Linked DNA regions of Mus musculus: all the other regions are linked to region 4. A link is a contact called in public Hi-C, HiCAR-type and HiChIP or PLAC-seq data. All regions are on one chromosome and are shown on one strand. Each heading gives the region's core, a stretch centred on a gene start, on an enhancer-like site or on the middle of the called end of the contact. The rest is flanking DNA. Distances are from core to core; before and after follow the strand shown.

Evidence for each region. Hi-C and Micro-C count contacts between places; a contact is called where the count stands out from the background. HiCAR-type assays count read pairs that join an accessible place to other places. HiChIP or PLAC-seq counts read pairs in DNA pulled down with a chosen protein or histone mark.
Region 1: an H3K4me3 HiChIP or PLAC-seq map of neural tube shows a contact between it and region 4, with 3 times the contacts expected there. The contact joins the enhancer-like site here to the promoter of Rap1gds1 in region 4. A contact is called at or near these places in 3 of 39 promoter capture datasets (hippocampal neurons, liver and neural stem cells), 1 of 15 datasets of contacts at CTCF or cohesin (pro-B cells), 2 of 484 Hi-C or Micro-C datasets (the G1E-ER4 cell line and cerebellum) and 6 of 115 datasets of contacts at active chromatin or transcription factors (astrocytes, embryonic forebrain, embryonic stem cells and 2 more).
Region 2: a HiCAR-type map of astrocytes shows a contact between it and region 4, with 3 times the contacts expected there. The contact joins the promoter of 4930579F01Rik here to the promoter of Rap1gds1 in region 4. A contact is called at or near these places in 1 of 39 promoter capture datasets (hippocampal neurons) and 1 of 115 datasets of contacts at active chromatin or transcription factors (astrocytes).
Region 3: a Hi-C map of Th1 cells shows a contact between it and region 4, with 3 times the contacts expected there. The contact joins the enhancer-like site here to the promoter of Rap1gds1 in region 4. A contact is called at or near these places in 6 of 39 promoter capture datasets (the 3T3-L1 cell line, hematopoietic stem and progenitor cells, hippocampal neurons and 2 more), 1 of 15 datasets of contacts at CTCF or cohesin (the NIH/3T3 cell line), 7 of 484 Hi-C or Micro-C datasets (CD4 T cells, CD8 T cells, the G1E-ER4 cell line and 4 more) and 7 of 115 datasets of contacts at active chromatin or transcription factors (the 230-238 cell line, astrocytes, bone marrow-derived macrophages and 3 more).

Annotation. Positions count from the first base shown.
Region 1 is chr3:138,559,168-138,563,744 of GRCm38.p6, reverse strand. It overlaps Eif4e (eukaryotic translation initiation factor 4E), which reads right to left. Exons shown (of 8, transcript NM_007917.4): 8 at 4,049-4,577. Among named protein-coding and RNA genes, the nearest start is that of Mir1956, 35 kb to the right of the region's middle. Within about 2 kb of position 3,269, at least 12 of the 459 cell types and tissues checked have an H3K27ac peak or open chromatin away from gene starts, as enhancers often do. A contact at or near this core is called in neural tube, where this site is marked.
Region 2 is chr3:138,190,932-138,195,653 of GRCm38.p6, reverse strand. 4930579F01Rik (RIKEN cDNA 4930579F01 gene) reads left to right here and starts at 1,823. Exons shown (of 9, transcript NM_001374685.1): 1 at 1,823-2,059.
Region 3 is chr3:138,540,386-138,545,007 of GRCm38.p6, reverse strand. The region is part of intron 2 of Eif4e (eukaryotic translation initiation factor 4E); the gene reads right to left. Among named protein-coding and RNA genes, the nearest start is that of Mir1956, 16 kb to the right of the region's middle. Within about 2 kb of position 2,582, at least 35 of the 459 cell types and tissues checked have an H3K27ac peak or open chromatin away from gene starts, as enhancers often do. A contact at or near this core is called in CD8 T cells, the G1E-ER4 cell line and Th1 cells, where this site is marked.
Region 4 is chr3:139,072,554-139,076,851 of GRCm38.p6, reverse strand. It overlaps Rap1gds1 (RAP1, GTP-GDP dissociation stimulator 1), which reads left to right and starts at 1,651. Exons shown (of 15, transcript NM_001040690.2): 1 at 1,651-1,816. The coding sequence starts at 1,813.

The DNA of each region.
Region 1 (4,577 bases), core at 2,020-4,519, 510 kb after region 4:
TGAGTTCAATTTCCAACAACTACACAGTAGCTCACAGCCATCTGTAATGGGATCTGATGCCCTCTTCTGGTGTATCTGAAGACAGTGACAGCATATTCATATATAGAAAATAAATCATTAAAAAAAAAAAAAACCACCACCTAGCCTAGTCTATATGAGCTCCAGAACAGCTCTAATTAAAATAGAAAAATTAAAAATGCCTCTGAAGATTTAAATTATTTACTCAGGGAAAAGAATGAGGAATCCAAATAGTTTTAAGCAAAATACAAAGTGAAATAGAAATGATGTAAAGCCATAGCCATGCACTGTGGCACAGTCGATCCGTGGTAGCCAGAGGGATCTGTGAGGAAAGCCACCCTGCTCTACAGTGGGTTCCAGTGTCCCAGACTACAAAAGAAGATTCCGTCTCACCAGTGTGAAAGGGAGGCCCGTATACACAACAACAGAGACAAATTAAATCGTCTTCAGTAGTAAAGACAGATGACCTTAGAAGAGGTTAAAAATGACAACCGAGGCTCAGGGTAGAATGCTTGCCTAGTGTGGGGTCCCATGTTTAGAACCTGAGGCTGCCAAAACTACTCATTACTTAAAGAACACTGATCTCCAATGGAGCCTTCAATCCACTAACTGCAAAGTGAGCCCCTTCCTCACGCCATAATGCAATGAAAGGGGAAAGAGCTGTGCAATTCACTGTTCCATTTCTCCTCTGGAAACTGGACAAACGAGACCTAAAAAGGCATCACCTGGCCCTAAACATCTTAATGCATTGGAGAATTGTCACAATACATCCTCAGAATTCATAAATATTCCTAACCTAACCTAACCAACCACCATATTTCAGCGGATGCCACCTTAAACCAGCTCAAAGCAAATAAGCCTACGGTTGGGAAAAACTTTTAACACAAAGCCTACTTTACAATGAAGTGTAGGACCTCTCTCTCACACAGGTGGGTGTTTTGTAGTTAATGGGATTTTAACACACACACACACACACACACACACACACACATTCAAAAAGCAATGAAAGCCCGCCCACCCAGAAGAGTGCACCCTTCGCTGTCAACAGTGACAGTGGCTGATCATGAGTTTGTGGCCCAGGCCGAGCATTTCAAGAGGGTTGCTCACTGCAGTTCACTAGCCCAGATAAGAATTCCAAGAGGTTCCCACACACTATGTATTACCTTTGCCCCACATAAAGTCAAAACCTCGTAAGTGGAAGCAGGATGGGTTTGGAATGGTCTAAACTACTCACAGCATCTCAGACTGCACAGAGCACAAGCTGAGGCAGCCCAGCAACAGACTTCAGAGAAGTACATGTATGATTGCTATGGTGCACAAGTCTAGCAACAGCAAAGTTGAAAAATGCATGAAACCAAATGAAATCAGTAATCAAATGAAAAAGCAAAGAAAACTTACCAACAGATGAAAACTCCTCCAGAGTGTGAAAACTTATAATCAAGAGATGAAATTTTTATTTTTTCATCAAACTAGTGTTAGCAGTTGATATCTCAAGATAAAAGAGGGGGGCGAAAAGGAAAGAATTCTTATAAAGTCATATAAAGCAGGATTTGAGAAATGGAAGCAGTAAAAGGATACAGAAAAGGAGGGGGGCAGAGAGGAAGAGAAAAATAATAAGGGGGCGGGGTTAAGGGCAGTCATGGGCCCTAGCACGAGGTAGAAATGAATCACGTGACACTTTGCATTACAGGAGTGGGTGCCAACATGTATTAAGGCTTATACAAACAGTAGTGTATATGGGTATGTACAAATATATACTTCCATCTAGCTCCATCTGCAGAGAAAACATAACCAGCAAGGACACTTAGCTTAGGAACATCAACGGCCTACATTCTGTACACTCAAGGCATGAGACCTCCATGGAGAAAATTTCAGGACTGGAGTAGGCAAGGCACAAGATGAGCCCAGGTGAACCTAGGAAACCCATTTGGACCCCGAAAGTAAATTCAAAGAATGATTACAAACATGGCGGAAGGGAAACCAGCCAGCTTGAAGGCTCTCCTACTGGACAGTGCAATGATCAAAGTAGGCAGTGACAGTTGAAGATTATCATCAGTTTGGCAAAATAAAAACGTCTGTTCTGAAATAAATGGAACAAGAAAATGTTTATTAAAAGTGTTATGTGGCCAGGCGGTGGTGGCACACGCCTTTAATCCCAGCACTTAGGAGGAGGCAGAGGCAGGCAGATTTCTGAGTTCGAGGCCAGCCTGGTCTACAGAGTGAGTTCCAGGACAGCCAGGGCTACACAGAAAAACCCTGTCTCGAAAAACCAAAAAAAAAAAAAAAAAAAGTGTTATCTGTATAAATGCTTGCCTGCATATATGTACATGCACCAAACACTAGGATGCTTTGTCATGGTAGGGTGCCAAGGTAAAGGACGGGATGGAGAGAATGAATACACCATTTTCCACACAACAGATTCAGCCAAGTCCTTCCTTCACAATAGCTTCAAATTCTCATTGTAAGAGAGTCCTTTTAAAAATACTTTGTATTTGTGTAAATGCAGGCCTGGGGGAGGTGGGGGTGGGGGTCACAGGTCAGCTCCCAGAAGGCTCTTTCCCACAGCCTTTTATGAGGGCTTATTTCTTGACATAGGGTCTTTTTGTTTCAGCTAGACTGGCTGGCCAACACAAAGGGACCCTCTGTTCTGGGATTGCAAATGTGTTTGTACATTGCCACACTTAGCTTTTAGGTGAGTGCTTGGAATCTAAGTGTCTCTTCCTGCATGCAGCCATGTTCCCTGGCACGATGATGAAATAGACCTCTGAAACTGTAAGCAAGTCCCATGAAATGCCTTGCCATGGTCATGGAGTTCCTTCACCGTAATAAAACACTTCGACAGACTTCCTTAGAACTTCCACTGCCCCATTACCGCATGGATACCTTTTATGGTGTACTCCATGGATATCAATGGCAACAGAGAAGAGAGAAAGACTGGCACAGAAAACATCTCCTCACATGTGATACCTTTTTACTATATACACGTATACAAATGGGGTCATGAAACAAAACGTACTTTTTATTGTAACTTGTAAGAAAAACTTTGCAAAACAATGCTTTATGCTTTCATCTCTGCAGACAGGCACCGTCTGGTGCATCTCACTACCTGATTCAAAAGGAACAGTAACTCTTAACTGCTGTCAAACAACTGCTCTTCAGATACTTGTCTGAAAGTAACTCCATGTCATTCAAGACCTTAAAAGCCCACTTGAGAAACAATGTAGCAACAATAGTGGAACAGAACTCGGGGAGATGGTGGAATGTGCTGCCTGTGTGTGCAGGACTGCCGCTACCCACCAAGAGCAAACAGGCACTTGAGATGTGGCTGTGCAGGAACTGGCAGAAGTAGCCACCCAGTCAGTGACTCCCATGCTCGACCCCACTGACTCACACATCATCATACTTCACAACCTATCACAGCTTCAGAAAGCAGTACCTGGATCCCAAGGATCCCAAATCATCGGGCAACACCTTAGACAGTCACAGGTGAGGCTGCCAGGGCATTTGTGTCCACAGTAAAAGGCAGATTTATTAGAAGTCACTGACAGACTAATTTTCTAATATTTAGGCAAATTTAAATGGCAAAAAGACAAATGGCACTTAAGTACTGTCTCAAAATGTAGAATGTAAGTAGCCTTTAAAGAATCCGAAGCTAAACTCCATTCTGAGACAGGAGCTATGTATAGTACACATTATGGAAGTATGCAGCCGAGTTAGCTATGTGCTGGAAATGTCCATCTTCTGGCCTCGGCCTCTTCAGTGCTTCTTCACACACATACCAAGTATTTTCTGCACAACTGTTCCCTGAAATTTCCAGCAACATTACACGAATAGTCCACGTAAGTCAAGAAGAGGTATACCACTGCACATGTTCTAAATGCCTGTTTGCCATTTTAGAGTAGCCTACATTTTACTCCCATCACCAGGAGACTCCCATTAAGTACTTGCCAGAACTAAAAATCTTCTTAAAGCCCCATTTTGTCAATTAGAGAATCCCCCCCACCCCGCACCCCAAAAAAAGCAAGCAAGGTCGGTAGTGAACGCATTTAATTCCAATCCTCTGCAATAAGATGGATCTGACTTCCATTACAGCCGGAGATATGAAACGACACCAGGTCTCAAAAGGAACAAACAAGCAGGCACACAGCTGTAATCCCAACATTTGGGAGGCTGAGGCAGGTTTAAAGCCATTCTGGGCTGTGTAGAACCTAAGCTCAAAAGAAAAAGAAAAACCCACAAAAAATACAGGTAATAAGCAAGTTCTCCCATTTGAGTTTTAAGACGGTGTTTTTCGTTTTTTCTACAAGTGATTTTTACATTGATTTAAATATTTATTGCCATCTAGACATTTAGACCATGGAGTCTTAATCTGAGAATACAAAACTGGGTAGGGGTAGTGGTGGTGAACACCTTTAATCCCAGCACTCTGGAGGCAGAGGCAGTTGCTCAGCCTGGTCTACAGAATGAGTTCCAGAACAGCCAAGGCTACAGAGAAAACCTGTCTCAAAATAACAAAATTTATATAATCTGTGTATAGCCCTGGCTGTCCTAGATATAGC
Region 2 (4,722 bases), core at 574-3,073, 880 kb after region 4:
ATGGTCTACATATACTCCAGAACGCTGGTGTTATGAGATAGTTTCAGCTTGCTTATTTCTTGTCACCAATGAAGACCTATTAATTATGCATGTCCATAGTTTTGCTTTTGTAACTCTCATCTGTTTTCCGGTTGAAGCAGGGAACTAGACCTTAGTAGCCCCCCCCAGACCTTAGCACAACTGACTCCATGATAAAAATTCCACTCAGGTTGTAAAACTCAGCACCACTTGCCAAAACTAAAACAAAGACCTAATCCATCAAAGGCCATAATTCCAGGAAAGTCACAAAACGTACTGACCTTGCCTTTTGGCTTCTGTAGTTCTGCTTCAGGCTAAGAGTCCTTGCTAAAGTGCTGAAGTATGTTCACCCGGGACATGGTTTTGTGTGTGTGTGTGTGTGTGGTGTGTGTGTGTGTGTGTGTGTGTGTGTGTGTGTGTGTGTGTGTGTGTGTGTGTGTGCTTAAAGGCTTACCCTAAGAAGGGCTTGGAGTTACACTGGGATCCCAGACACTTGGTGTGGGTTGTAGGCTGACTAATAAGACTTTCTATTGGCTTAAACCCACATCTGAGCAGTCTTCTCTTGTGGATGCCCCACAACACGATTGTTTATGCTACACATATAAACATTCTTTGCTTTTTGTTTTGTTTTGTTTTTGTTTTGCTTGTTTTTCTAGAAAAGCTTTCTCTCTATAGCCCTGGCTGTCCTGGAACTCACTCTGTAGATCAGGCTGGCCTCAGACTCAGAAATTCCCCTGCCTCTGTCTCCCAAGTGCTGGGATTAAAGGCATGTGCCACCACTGCCCGGCACATGTAAACATTCTTAATGTATGTTATGCCCCAGTCAGCTTCATGTTGCTATAATAAAATGTAAGAGACCAGCTGACATACAAAGAAAACAAGGTATGTTCAGCTCATGGGTTGGGAGGTTGACGGATGGAACAGAATGCTGCCAATTCTATGAAGACCTTGTGGTAAGGATGGTGGAGCTGTTGGGGGTGTATGTGAAAGGGGTGGAGAGGGAGTGAGCACATTACAAGACAGTAAACGGTAAAGAGTTAAAATGCTGTTTCTAGGAGCTCAGGAACACAAGCGCTGCATTTCTTGCTGTTACTCGCTAATCACTCCTGAGAAGTTTGTTAGACATCCGAGGAACTTTGCCCATTATTTGTTGTCACTTTGATTTTTCAGATAGGGTCCTACTCTGTAGCCCGGGCAATCTTTCTGTTTAATTCTCCCAAAGGCTGGAACTATAGGACTGGGTCACCACACCCAGCTTCTCCTCATTTTTTTTCCTCCCTCTCACTCTCCTTAATTTATTTTTAATCATGCATACAAAGTAATGGATTTCATTGTGACGTTCTTTAATACATACCTTGTTTTGTTCCTTTATTTTCCACCATCCCTTCCCTCACCATGCCCCTCCCCTCTCCTTCTGCCCCGCCCGCTTGCTCTCCGAGCCCTCCCCTTTCCTGTTATGGGTACTCTGTTATTCTCTTTTCCTCAACCTCCCTCCCCCGCCTTGAGACCGCCTCTTCCCACCCCTGAGACTCAAATGGTGTCCTTTCACAATGACTGGGAGGCCTTCCCAGCAACCCCACTGCCACCGCTGTTTCTGTCACATAGCACGCACTGGGCTGACTTTCTCCCTTTCCTCTTTTCCTGAGATCCGCAGCACATCCACCATACCCCGTCTGAAACCAGCAAGAGATGCACTGTGCCATGCTAGTGAAGCTGTGTAACAAGCGGCCTGGAGCAATGGCTGTTACAGAGTTCTGGAACTTAGATTTCCCACAATGCTGATCCGTTGCTAACCTATCTCCTCACAACCAGGGAGGCAGGCACCTGGACCCATTGGAGTGTGAGTGGGAGAAACTGAAGAGACACCGCTTTGCTCTTTTGGAGGCATCAGACAGTCAGCTGTTTCCATCGATAAAATCTCCTTAAGTCCGAGATTTAAGGAAATAACAAAATTCAGCCGAGACCCAATATGAGGCTGGAAGGCCATCGGCAGACCTGAGCTTCTATCAGTTAAATTATCTGCTTTTAAAGCCGTTCTCAGGTATAATTTTCTATTCATCGTTAGAAACAATTGCTAACATCTCGGGTATGCTTACTTATGAGTCTCAAATATGCTTTTTAAGGCATACAAGAACCAAGTAGGCCATTTTGAGAAAAAAGGATGCTGTCTTTTAAAGTTAGTCACTTATATTGAGGAGACCGTCCGTACTAACAGCACTGCACTATTCATAGAGACATTTATCTTGTGGGGAAAAATTGCTAGCCCATTTAACAGCAATTGTTGAGTTTATACCAGGTGTGTGCACAGCAGGAAAGAAGATGAAACACCGGGGTAAATCAAGGCACGCCTGATGATGACACCCTATTGAAAGGAGCCATGAAGAAGTGACATGTTTAAAAACAAAACGCAGGGAGGAGCAGGTGCTATGAAGAGTGCTTTGAAGAAGAAAAGGGGTTAGAAGGTGGTGAGGCTGGGGTGACAATGGGGATTGCTACAAGGGGGTGTTAGGACTCCTTTTGGAGAAAGTGCATACCCAGAACAATACATCCTGTATGAGAAGAAGTCCCAGGAACAACTGTGGTGTGTTCTGGGCTGGAAGAGTGGGAGAGCAGTGTTCATGATTCCAGCAACAGCTGTACAAGATGGCCACCGCACGTGACTTACAGTGCCTCCTTATCCTGTCTGTTCCCTTTGTAAACCCGTGTGCTATGTGTGTACTATTTTGAACTTAAGGGTATTAATATTTTATGCAAATGGGCAGGGCATTTTTTCTGAATAACATTAACTGGGTTTTTTCACCAATCCTTCTCTTTGGAGGATTGTATTTCCCTTATTTTAAATAAAATTCGATAATTTACTGATACATGGGTAGAATCAAGAGACCACAAGAAAGGAAATTTTGCTTTCGGAAGTATCTTTGAAACTTCTGTCAATTAATTTATATTAAATATATATACATACATACACACACACACACACACACACACACACACACACAAAGTTTTACTTGAATGTATGGGTATGCATCACGTGCACAAAGAGCTGTGGAAGCCAGAAGGCTTTAGATACGCTGAAGTTGGCCTTGTAGGCAGTTTTGAGCTGCCCAGTGTAGGTCCTGGGAAACGAGTCTGGGTCCTTGGCAAGAGCAGCGAGTTCTCTTAAGTGCTGAGTCATCTCCTCAGCTGTAGATTTTGGAATGACGAATGTGATGTGCAACTAAATTCCGCACACAGTCTTCACATTTCCCTCTCAACATGATAGCCGTGGGAGCATCTCTGGGTACAAACAGAACTCATGGATCTTCTCTCTCAGGAAATCTCCTGGGTCTGCTGGCCTAGTGAAGAAGTCTTAGGCAGGTTTTATAAATAGTATAAATATATAAATAAATATATAAATAGTATAAATATATAAATAAATAGTATAAATAGTAAGAGCCGAGATGTTTACTAAGAATAACTAAAGTCCTTGTGTGTTTACAAATGATCTTATTTTTAATAAAAGTTAATACAGAACAAGGTTAAGTTCTAGACCACTCTCTATTGCTTATGCTAACTTGATTGGACTGGCTGGAATTATAGCCCATGCAAGGCACAATCCCTGACACCACAGTTGAGCTGGTAGCTTTTAGTATTTTGCTTCCCCATGATTTGAGATGTGTACTTATGTAATACAGACATGTCTTCTGTGTGACCATCTGACATAGGGAAAATAATCTGGGGATTGTTTTCTGTAGCATGCAGTAAGTACCTTTGAAATACTACAAATGAATATGTGGCTTCTCCCCCATCCCCCACCTCCCATCCCATCTCTCTGTCTCCTGGTCTTTTTGTCTCTCTCCTCCCTCCCTCCCACACACACCCTCTACCCCCACCCCAGGCATTATGCATCATAAGATTTTATATGTTACTTGCTAACTAATTCATGGCTTATGCATAGAAGTGATCATAACTTTGTTTATGGAATTCATCTATGGTACATGTCAGTCAGTTTAGCACTAACAAATATCTCTAATATTGAGTTCAGCAAAAAGACTCACTGTCCTTACTGGAAATGAATGCCATTACTCATTTTCCAGTAAAGATATTTATCCAATAATTAAGTAACTTATTTCTTGGCCTCTACTACCATTAATCTCTTATTAATCCACTCAGGACTGGAGCAATGGCTCAGCAGCTGAGCACACTGGCTGTTCTTCTAGAGGACCCAGGTTCTGTTCCCAGCCATCACATGGTGCCTTACAACTGTCTGTAGCTCCAGTCCCAGGAATCTGGTGCCCTCTTCTGGCCTCCAAGGCACTGCATGTACATGGGGCACACACACATGCAAGGAAAGCATAAAATAATCAATAAAAAACTAAGAGTGTTCTTTTTATGTTAAACTTGTTTTGTAAATGTATGTAGACATGAGGATTATCATACTTTCATTTCTTATGAGTTTATCGTTCTTAGGAAATTATCATTCAGACTTATCTGCTATACAGTAAAACTTTGAAAGGAAAATATGATTCTAAACCAATTCACAGATTCTAGAAAGACGTTTAATAAACACGGGAGGCAACGAGGATTCACAGCATGAGCGTGAGGTGGGGGAGAAAAGTGGGGGCCACTAGGACAAAGGTTTGCTTTGTTTCTTTTCTGGTTTAAGTTACATTTATTTTTATTTTCACTAAAGTACAACTTTAGTTTATTATTAATCAACTGCAT
Region 3 (4,622 bases), core at 1,333-3,832, 530 kb after region 4:
CAAACCTGATGTTCAAAGTTCTATCCCTGGAACTTACATATCGTCCAACATGGTGGCGAGCATCTGAGTCCAGTTATTTCTCAGATGAGATGAGAAACAGGCAGAAGAACCACTCAGTCTCAAAGCTAGCTGGCCTGTAAGCTAGCTGGCCTGTAAGCTAGCTGGCCTGTAAGCTAGCTAGCTTTGAGACTACGTTAAACAGGTATGGGTACAGACAGCATTACATGCATACACCACAATAAACACACTAAGACAGACACCATCTTAAAAATAAAGAGGCTGGTCAGATAGCTTGGCAGGTTAAATGTTCCCTACCAAGTCTGTGAACCTGATTTCAAACCCTGGGCACCCACGTCGTAGAAGGCTCCTTCCTACAAGTTCTCTTGATATTCACCCCACCCTCACATACACAAACACATTAACTATGTTTGATTTTGCTCACTAGATTACCAGCGGCCATGGTACTTAAGCATAAATTATGAACTTAGTAACTAAACAAATGTAAACATGTATATAGACTAACCAAGACCCTAAAATTTACATATAGTCAACTCCTTAATGAGTAAAATCATTAACATGTCCTCAGTAGCCAACTTAAGTATTCAAAGAGCAGAGTGCTCTGAACAGCATGCTCTCCCTGACTAGCTTAGAATCACAGTGCTGTACAGACACACACTAGGTGGGGGCTCCATGGTTTTGGAGAGGGGAATAGCGGTGATGGACTTGCTAACAATGCACTAGACAGAATGAGGGGCAGAAAAGTGAGCCACAAAAAGCCATGCATAGATAGATCCTCGGTCCTATGGTGACTCGGAGGGCGTGTCATAGTGTGACTTTGTGCAGTTTACAGAGAACACAGTCAAATTCTCTGGGGCACAGTGAAATTTGAATTTCAGGGGAAATTCAAGTCCTTATAGTCAGAGTCTCTTTCAGCTTCCAGATTAAACCAGAAGAAAGTCATATCATAGGAATAAAAGTCATGGCACTATGGGTAAGGTCTAAGTCTTAAATATAAAACAAATCTTGATAGTGTCAAGACTTCTATCTATAGACTAACAGCCTCCAGAAATAAAACTTCACTCTTCAGAGAGAACACAATCTTGAGCCTATGTATTAAGCTCACAATCTACCAATTAATCAAATATTGCATGGTAAAGAATTTAAGTGACTAAATATTCAAAAGATTTTTAAGTCTAAAGACAATTCAGATAACAGTTATCAGGCAAAGACTTAACCACAATTAGCATTGAGATACAAATTATCCCATGTAAAGTTTTTAGATTTACTTTATATGTATATGAGTGTCTTGCCTGCACATATGTATGTGCACTATATTTATGTGCACAATAGCCACATCAGGTCCCCTAGACCTAAAATTACAGATGGCAGTGTGGGTGCTGGGAAGCAAGGTTGTCTGGCAGAGCTACCAGTGCTCCTAACCACAAAAGCATCATTCCAGCCCTTAAATTTTTTTTTTTTTTTTTGAGACAGGGTAGCCCTGGCTGGACTGGAAGACGTGCCCACTATTGCATTCTGCATGCTGGAATTAAAACTATATGCCACGACATGCAGCTAAATACAAACTTATTTTTAAGGTTGTTTCCTACAGAGTACAGATGCTAGGACTGTATTGCATTTATAAAATGTTTAAAAACAAGCTTCAAACTTCTTGGATGTATCCAAGGCTGGAGAGATGGTTCAAGGGTAAAGAGCACTGACTGGCTGTTCTTCCAGAGGGCCTAGGTTCAATTCCCAGAAACCACAGGCAGCTCACAACCATCTGTGATTCCAGTTCCAGGAGATTCAACACCCTTACAAAGACGTACATGGAGGCAAAACACCAATGCACATAAAATTTAAAAAGTAATTCATAAAAGTTGTTTTAAAGTAAAGTGAATCATTTGGACAAAAAGTAAAGGCTAACTTAATAGATGGCTACTCTCAAAATAATCTAACACATTTTAGCCTAATTGACAGCCTGCCCTTGAAAGGTCACAGAATAAAATAATAAGTGCATTACACAAGGGTAGACCTTAAGGAAGAATAAAACCATAGGATGGTGTTATGTTTACTCTCTAGAAGATCATATCCAAAGTCCCTGAAAGTGGGGTGAGTTTGGATGGTATACTGCAGTGACTGTGAAGGCCTCGGATGTCAAGCTAAGAAAGCACGCCTCAGCTGTTGGGTAAGCAGTGGAAGCCACTAACTAGCAGATCAAAGAGATTAAATATCAGTGGCAAGTAAGGGAAGAGAAAAATATCGTCAGTTCAAACACAAAGGGTAGCCTGGTTTTAGATCAGCTGAGTTTATATGGGTCACATACAATGTTCAGTAATGTGCTTGAGTAAGCTGCTGTACCAACAGCAGAAAGTTGTAAAAAATAAAATTAAAAAAAAAAAAGGAAAAGCCTTGCAAGAGCAGGACAAATCCAACAGCTAGCTGCAAAACCTCAAGCCTTCTCAACATTCTGTAAAAAAACTATCACACCAACAAGTTAATACTATCAATGTGTCACAGTCCTAATGTTATTTGGCTAAGTATTTCCTGCAGCTGTTTTCTCTAATAAATGTGATGAAATTTTAGTCTCACTTTCATCACATCAATTTTGTGTCGGTTCACAAAATCCTGGTATGCTTAAAACCTGGTATAAGGTTTTAATATTCAAACTGTCACCAACTTGCAATGTGAATATGCATTTAAACCATCTTTTCTGGAAATGAATATTGCCCTCCAAGCCCCTGATTGGTGACTACTACCTCCATCCCACAAAGAACTGAGGCTTTCTCTTTCATTTTAGGGAAGATCACACAACTTTTAATCTTCATTTGAAGTGTACAAAATTCCTCCGTTCAGTCCACGGCTTTCCTGGCACATGGCTTTCCTAGATTCAAAGCAGTAACTCCAAGTGCGACCTGCACACTATATTTACTGCTGGTCTACATACTTGTGATGGTCGACAGGGAAGTTAAGCTATTGAAATGTAAAGCAAACATTTGGAAACATTTACTGCATTTTACAGTAATTATATATCTACTAAAATCAGTCACATACATTTTTCAGAGTACATGTCATTTGTAAAAGCAGTACCTTTTTTTTTTTTTTTTTTAGAGCCAAGGTCTCAAAAAAGCTGGCCTCAAAAAGATTAGGTAGCAGAGGTCAGATGAGACTCTACCATCCAAGTGCACTTCACTAAATCTGACTTCTATCAACAACACAAGTTTTTCACCACTATGTGGGATATGCTGGGCTCAATTCATATCTACAGCCATCTGGAACCCCAGCTTTGCCATTCATTTTGTATAATTCTGAGAATGTAACATTTTCTGAACCTTCTTTTTCTCTTCATCAGATGGGTATTACAGCACCTATCACTGCTGGGTCCAGATGAACCAATAGATGCAAAGCCTTCCTTCCACCACTGTCAGTTCTCAATGAATGTACCAGGGACAAATCTTTGGGCATTTCTATTACAGACCTGGCATGTCCTTGTATCTGGAATGGTTCCAGAATTATAAACTTTAATCCTCTTTAAAAACAAAACAACAAAACTTATGGGTTATGTGCACATGAATGCAGTGCCCAAAGCCAGAGGCATTGGATCCCTCCTGGAGCTGGTGTTACAAACTGTATCAATGTGGATGCTGGGAACTGAACTCAGGTATTGTAGAAGTCTATACCACCAAACCACCTTTCCACCTCTTCCTTTACCATTTCTTAAACAAACAAACAAACAAACAAACAAAACTAATTGTATGGTTTCATGGTGTGATGGTTTGTATATGCTTGGCCCAAGGAGTGGCACTATTAGGAGGTGTGGCCTTGTTGGGACAGGTGTGTCGTCGTGGGTGTGGGCTCTAAGACCCTCATCCCAGCTGCCTGGAAGTGCATCTCCTCATAGTAGCCTTCAGATGAAGATGTAGAACTCTCAGCTTCTCCTGCACCACGCCTGCCTAGATGCTACCATGCTCCCACTTTGATGATAATGGACTGAGCCTCCAAACCTGTGAGCCAGCCACAATTAAATGTTGTCCTTATAAGAGTTGCATTTGTCATGGTGTCTGTTCACAGCAGTAAAACCCTAAGACACATGGCTTTCTATTCTTCGAATATTTGAGGTATTGCTATATGTGTAGAGATTGTACTGCGTATGTTATGATTTTGAAAAGAGGAAAGAACTATGATACATCCTGCTCACCTCTCCTCTCTGAATAATGTGTACTTAATACCTCTGGGTAGCCAGCCACTAGAAGGAATCACTTTATCCCTCCCAGAGCAAAAAGCCCAGCACTGAAGTCACTCTACTGTGGCTGTCCTGCTCCCTTCTTTCCTGTTCTGCAGCTTCAATACTTCTGGCCTGTATTCTGTATTTTTCTGCCTTGATAAACTATTGAATGGCTAGAACATAATATGGAGCTGAACTATTTATTGATGAGGAATATAATGGATAATGAAGTCAAGCACCACACTAAAGATCGAAAGAGGAAAAAGAAATAGTGTTTGATGTATTTATAATGCTCACCTATCATTCTGTGGCTATAAGCAATGCTCCATCTAACAACTTTTGTTTTCCAAGCCCTGCCCTCACTACACAGTTTTCCTAATAGCATCACATGCAATCCCAG
Region 4 (4,298 bases), core at 402-2,901:
GGGGGGGGGGTGGTCTTACTGACTGAACTGTGCCCAGCCATCGAGCAGAAATCCCTAAGACATCGGAATGTGACCTTGTTCAGAAATCAGGTCATTGCAGACACCAGAGTCAAGATTGGGAGTGGCCTTCCCGATCTTCATGACCAGTGTCCTTATAAATAAGGGAAAACTGGACACATAAGCACGTAGGGAAAATATGTGAAAGCTAGAGTCATATTGCTACAAGGCAAGGAAGAGGTACCCTCAGAAGATGTGTGGTCCTGCCCTGGTTTGTCTTCTGGGCCCCAGATGCTCAGTAATTTTGTTTGAACCCTGTGTATAGAGATTATTACAACAATCCTAACAGCCTTCTGCAAGATGAATTATAGGCAAACAGGAAGAGTAGTTTTCTTCCAAGAACGGGTGTTTAACATCTGTATCAGTCTATGCCTGAGCTGCTGTAAATAGATCACACCTGTCTTTAATTATGTTGCATTTTTATTTCAGAAAAAATCACATAAAATCCCAGTACCTAACATATCGAGATGCTCTTGTGATCTGTGCCTGTAATATTAGCGACTGGTCTGTGAGAGTCACAGATGAAGAAACAGCCCCTTCTGGCAGCAAGAGTTGCAGCTCCTCTTCCTACAGATCGCCACAGGCCTGGGATAAAGTCCAGGCAGGCAGGGGTCAGGACACGTGCAGGTCTCCTACTGTCTCTTCTTCTTCCTTCTCCCCCTCCTTCTTTTATTTTACGTTATTATTATTATTTATTTTTTTGGTTTTTCACAGGCGGATTTCTGAGTTCCAGGCCAGCTGGTCTACAAAGTGAGTTCCAGGACTGCCAGGGCTACACAGAGAAATCCTACTGCCTCTTCTTGGTGCAGAGCCCAGTCTGGGACCCCGAGCCCCGCGAGAGCATGTGGGAGCATTTCGGTCACAGTCCCCGGGCGGCTCGTCATCCACCGAGTTACCCCCGCCCGTAGGTGGACTTTCAGTGTTTCTGATCTCAGCACGTCTTTCCTCCCTGGCACAGCCGGAGTGCGGCGGACACAGCCTGTAGGGTCCCGCCCGACGGGTTAAAGGGCTTTAGGCACTGGCTCGCCGAGGGTGACCTTGCGACCGCTCTCCGCTGGACCGGCTTTCCCGCCAGCCCCGCAGGACAGCCTGATGCGCCCTGGGGACGCGCCCGCGGACATCTACGTCCTCCTGCTCCGCCACCCCGCACATGCTCGCCTGGGGCGTGCGCTGCCAGGCACGCTCCGGGCTGAGACTTCCTCCCGGGAGGCTCCGTCCCAGCAGCCCGGAGATCTGAGCCCTGCTTCCGCCCCTCGAGCAACAGCCACCGAGCTGTACCGCTCCGGTCTGTAGACGCACAGCCCCCGGCGGGCTAAGCCTCGCCGGCCGTGGGCAGGAGGCAGCACTGGCCGCACTGAGCATGCTCGGCGGAGAGGGCGGGGCGCTCGGCGGAGAGGGCGGGGCGCTCGGCCGCGCGTCGGGAGGGCGCTCCTCAGGACGGCTCGGCGCCTCCGCGCCAGCCCGCCCGCCCGCCCGCCCGCACGTTCGCTCGCTCGCTCGCTCGCAGCCGCGCCCGCCGCAGGCTGCGCCCGGCCGCCCCGCCCCGCCCCGCCCCGCCCCCCGCCGCTCGTCCCCGCCGCGGCCGCGCCGCCCGCAGCCGCAGCCGCTGCTCCTCCCCGGCGGCCGCCCCCCGCGGGTCCCTCCCTGGCTGCGGGAGACGCGGAGGTAGAGGGAGGACGCCGCCGCCGCTGAGCCGCGCCGCCCGCACCCGAACCCTTCGCCTCGCCCTGCCGGTCCTCACTCTGTGGGAGGAACATGGGTGAGTCCTGCCGGCCGTCATCGCCTGACATTTTCTTTTCTCCCCCTCGGCGTGCTGCAGGGTGGCAGTGCATCTCTCCTGCAAACTTGCCGGGGTCCCCGGGTCCGCGAGGTGCGGGGCGGCGGCCCTCCCAGGGGGAAGGCGGGCGCACGAGGGCGGCCGGGCCGGCGGGGTCGCGCACGGGGTGGGGTCGGCGGCGGGCTCCGCGCTCGCCTCCCCTCCTCCACGCTTCCTGCCGGCACCGGGCCGCGCGGGGCGTCCCCGGGGCTGGGAGGCCGCGGTGCTGCAGGCTCGGTCCCACGGCGAGCCCGACCACTTGGCGGAACTTCCTTCCCGTGGGCGCGATCGCTCCCTCCCCGGCCTGCCGACGGCCGGCGCCGGTGCGGGGAGAGCCGGCAAGTAGTTTGGGAGGGCGATGGCCAGCCGAGTGCCGAGCGGACAGTCTCCAAGGTGGAGGTGGCGACTCGCCCGCCGCCGCCGTGGGCAGCGCGAGGCTGGCGGGAGCCGCTAGCTGTTGAATTAGTGTTGGGAGACTACGGCGTGCACAGTTCCGGTCCTCAAGCGGTTTTCTGGATTTCTCCTGTAGCTGGAAACTGTGCCCTGTAACACATTGTTAAGGAATTTACATGCTGCCTGTTCTGCCCCAGCTGCCCCTGCCTAAATCTGTATAATCTGATTCTAGTTCCATTGTACTTATAGTTAATCCTAAAAGAATGGATACTTCAATGCAAATGTTTTATAAAACTGTTTATGTTTGAACGTGAGATTCTCCTCAGATATTGCCTACCTGTGCATAATTACAAAAGCACCGGATACAAATCTCTTCTGTAATTAAGGGCGAAAAGTTTCCTTTGATAGTAACAACTTAGATCATCTGTCCAGTACACGTTCCCCAGTTTGCTTCTATTCCATAATTTGCGTCTATCGTAATTTCCCCTTTTAAAAACTGGCTTCTTCGGCGTCCCTCCACACGGACTTTGCCCACTCCTTCTGGGCAAGTTATTTATGAGTGTGGTCCTTTCATCTGTCAACACAGTGCTCAATGCTTAGAGTTAGATCATGGCAATACAGAACCCTCCAGGAAGTATCAGAATCCTAGAAATGATGTGGTAGCCTTTCCCGGAAGACCAAATACTCTTAGCTTTGAGTCAGATCTTTGTCATTTAGTAGGAAGAGGACCGTTGGGGGAGAAGGAGGTGGTTTTAATGAAACAAAGCAGAACAAAACACCCATGCCCCTGAATTTTATTTTCACTTGTTTGTCTTCCAAGTGAGTATCACTGACAGTCGGAACATTTCTATAAAAAAAAAAAAAAAAATCGGTATCCCATTTGTTCGTCCCTTTATAGAATTTTAAAAGAATACTAATCCAGATTACAGATTAAAATCTGCGTGTTGGAAAGTTTTTAATTACACTTACAGGTTTGGTGTAGAAACAAGTCTCAGTTTTTTAAAGGTGAGATTTAGTTAAAGCTCATTTTAACTAAACGTTCAAAATGTTGAATCGGTATTTTTCCCCCAGTGGGGGTGGATATCCAAGGTCTGTTGTTGCAAATTAGGGAATAAAAATACCTAAAACAGATTAAGTTACTTAATAATCTTGCAAATCTTGAATGCTGATGGGTGATTTAAAAGGGGGGGGGGAGAGTCAAATACAAACCCACTTTATTTTGAAGCTTCTCAGAAACTCTTGTTTATGTTCCCTCCTGTTAGCACTTGGGGTACCTTGTTAGAAGTTTTGTTGTTTTGTTTAAATAGCACCCACATAATGTCTAATGGAGTTATTTGCATATCTAGTTGTTTTGAGCATTTAACTTTATGTTCAAGAAGATGACATTTTATGTCTTAAGTTTTGTGTCTTTTGTGAGAGTTTTCACATAGTAGGTGTTCAATAAAATTTGGCCAAATTATTCTTTACACTGGCATGTACTTTCTGCTCTTGAACTTGAAACGTAGGCCCTAAACGTTGGCGTGAATTGGTAGACATGGAAGTATAGAAAATGTCTTGCTGTAAGGCCTTTCACTAAACACTGGTTACATTATTGCAGGGTGTGGGTTTTGAAGGCAACCTTAGGTATATAGTTTCCTTCTATAATGCTGTTTGCAGTGATTAAGATGTCTTTGTATGATCGAGAGGTATATACAATAATAAAACATTAAAACCTTGGAAGATAATTTTATATCTGAGCCACAGAAGTTAAGACAACTCCTAAGATATACTAATTAATGGTGGGGGAAGGGATTATTTTTTAACTGTCTTTTAAAGAAATCAATAAGGTGCATTTTATTTATTTTAGGTAGTCTGCTTTGTTTTTGTTGTCTTGGGTAGCAAACCCCAGAGCCTTGTGCATATTTGAGTCCCAGCTGGAACCCTTAAAGGGTATTTTTATGGCAATAGCTTTTCTCCATAAGAAAATGAAGAATATTTTCTATATAACCTCACAGATCCCAGCTGTGACTTTAATTACTATAAGTGTATATGT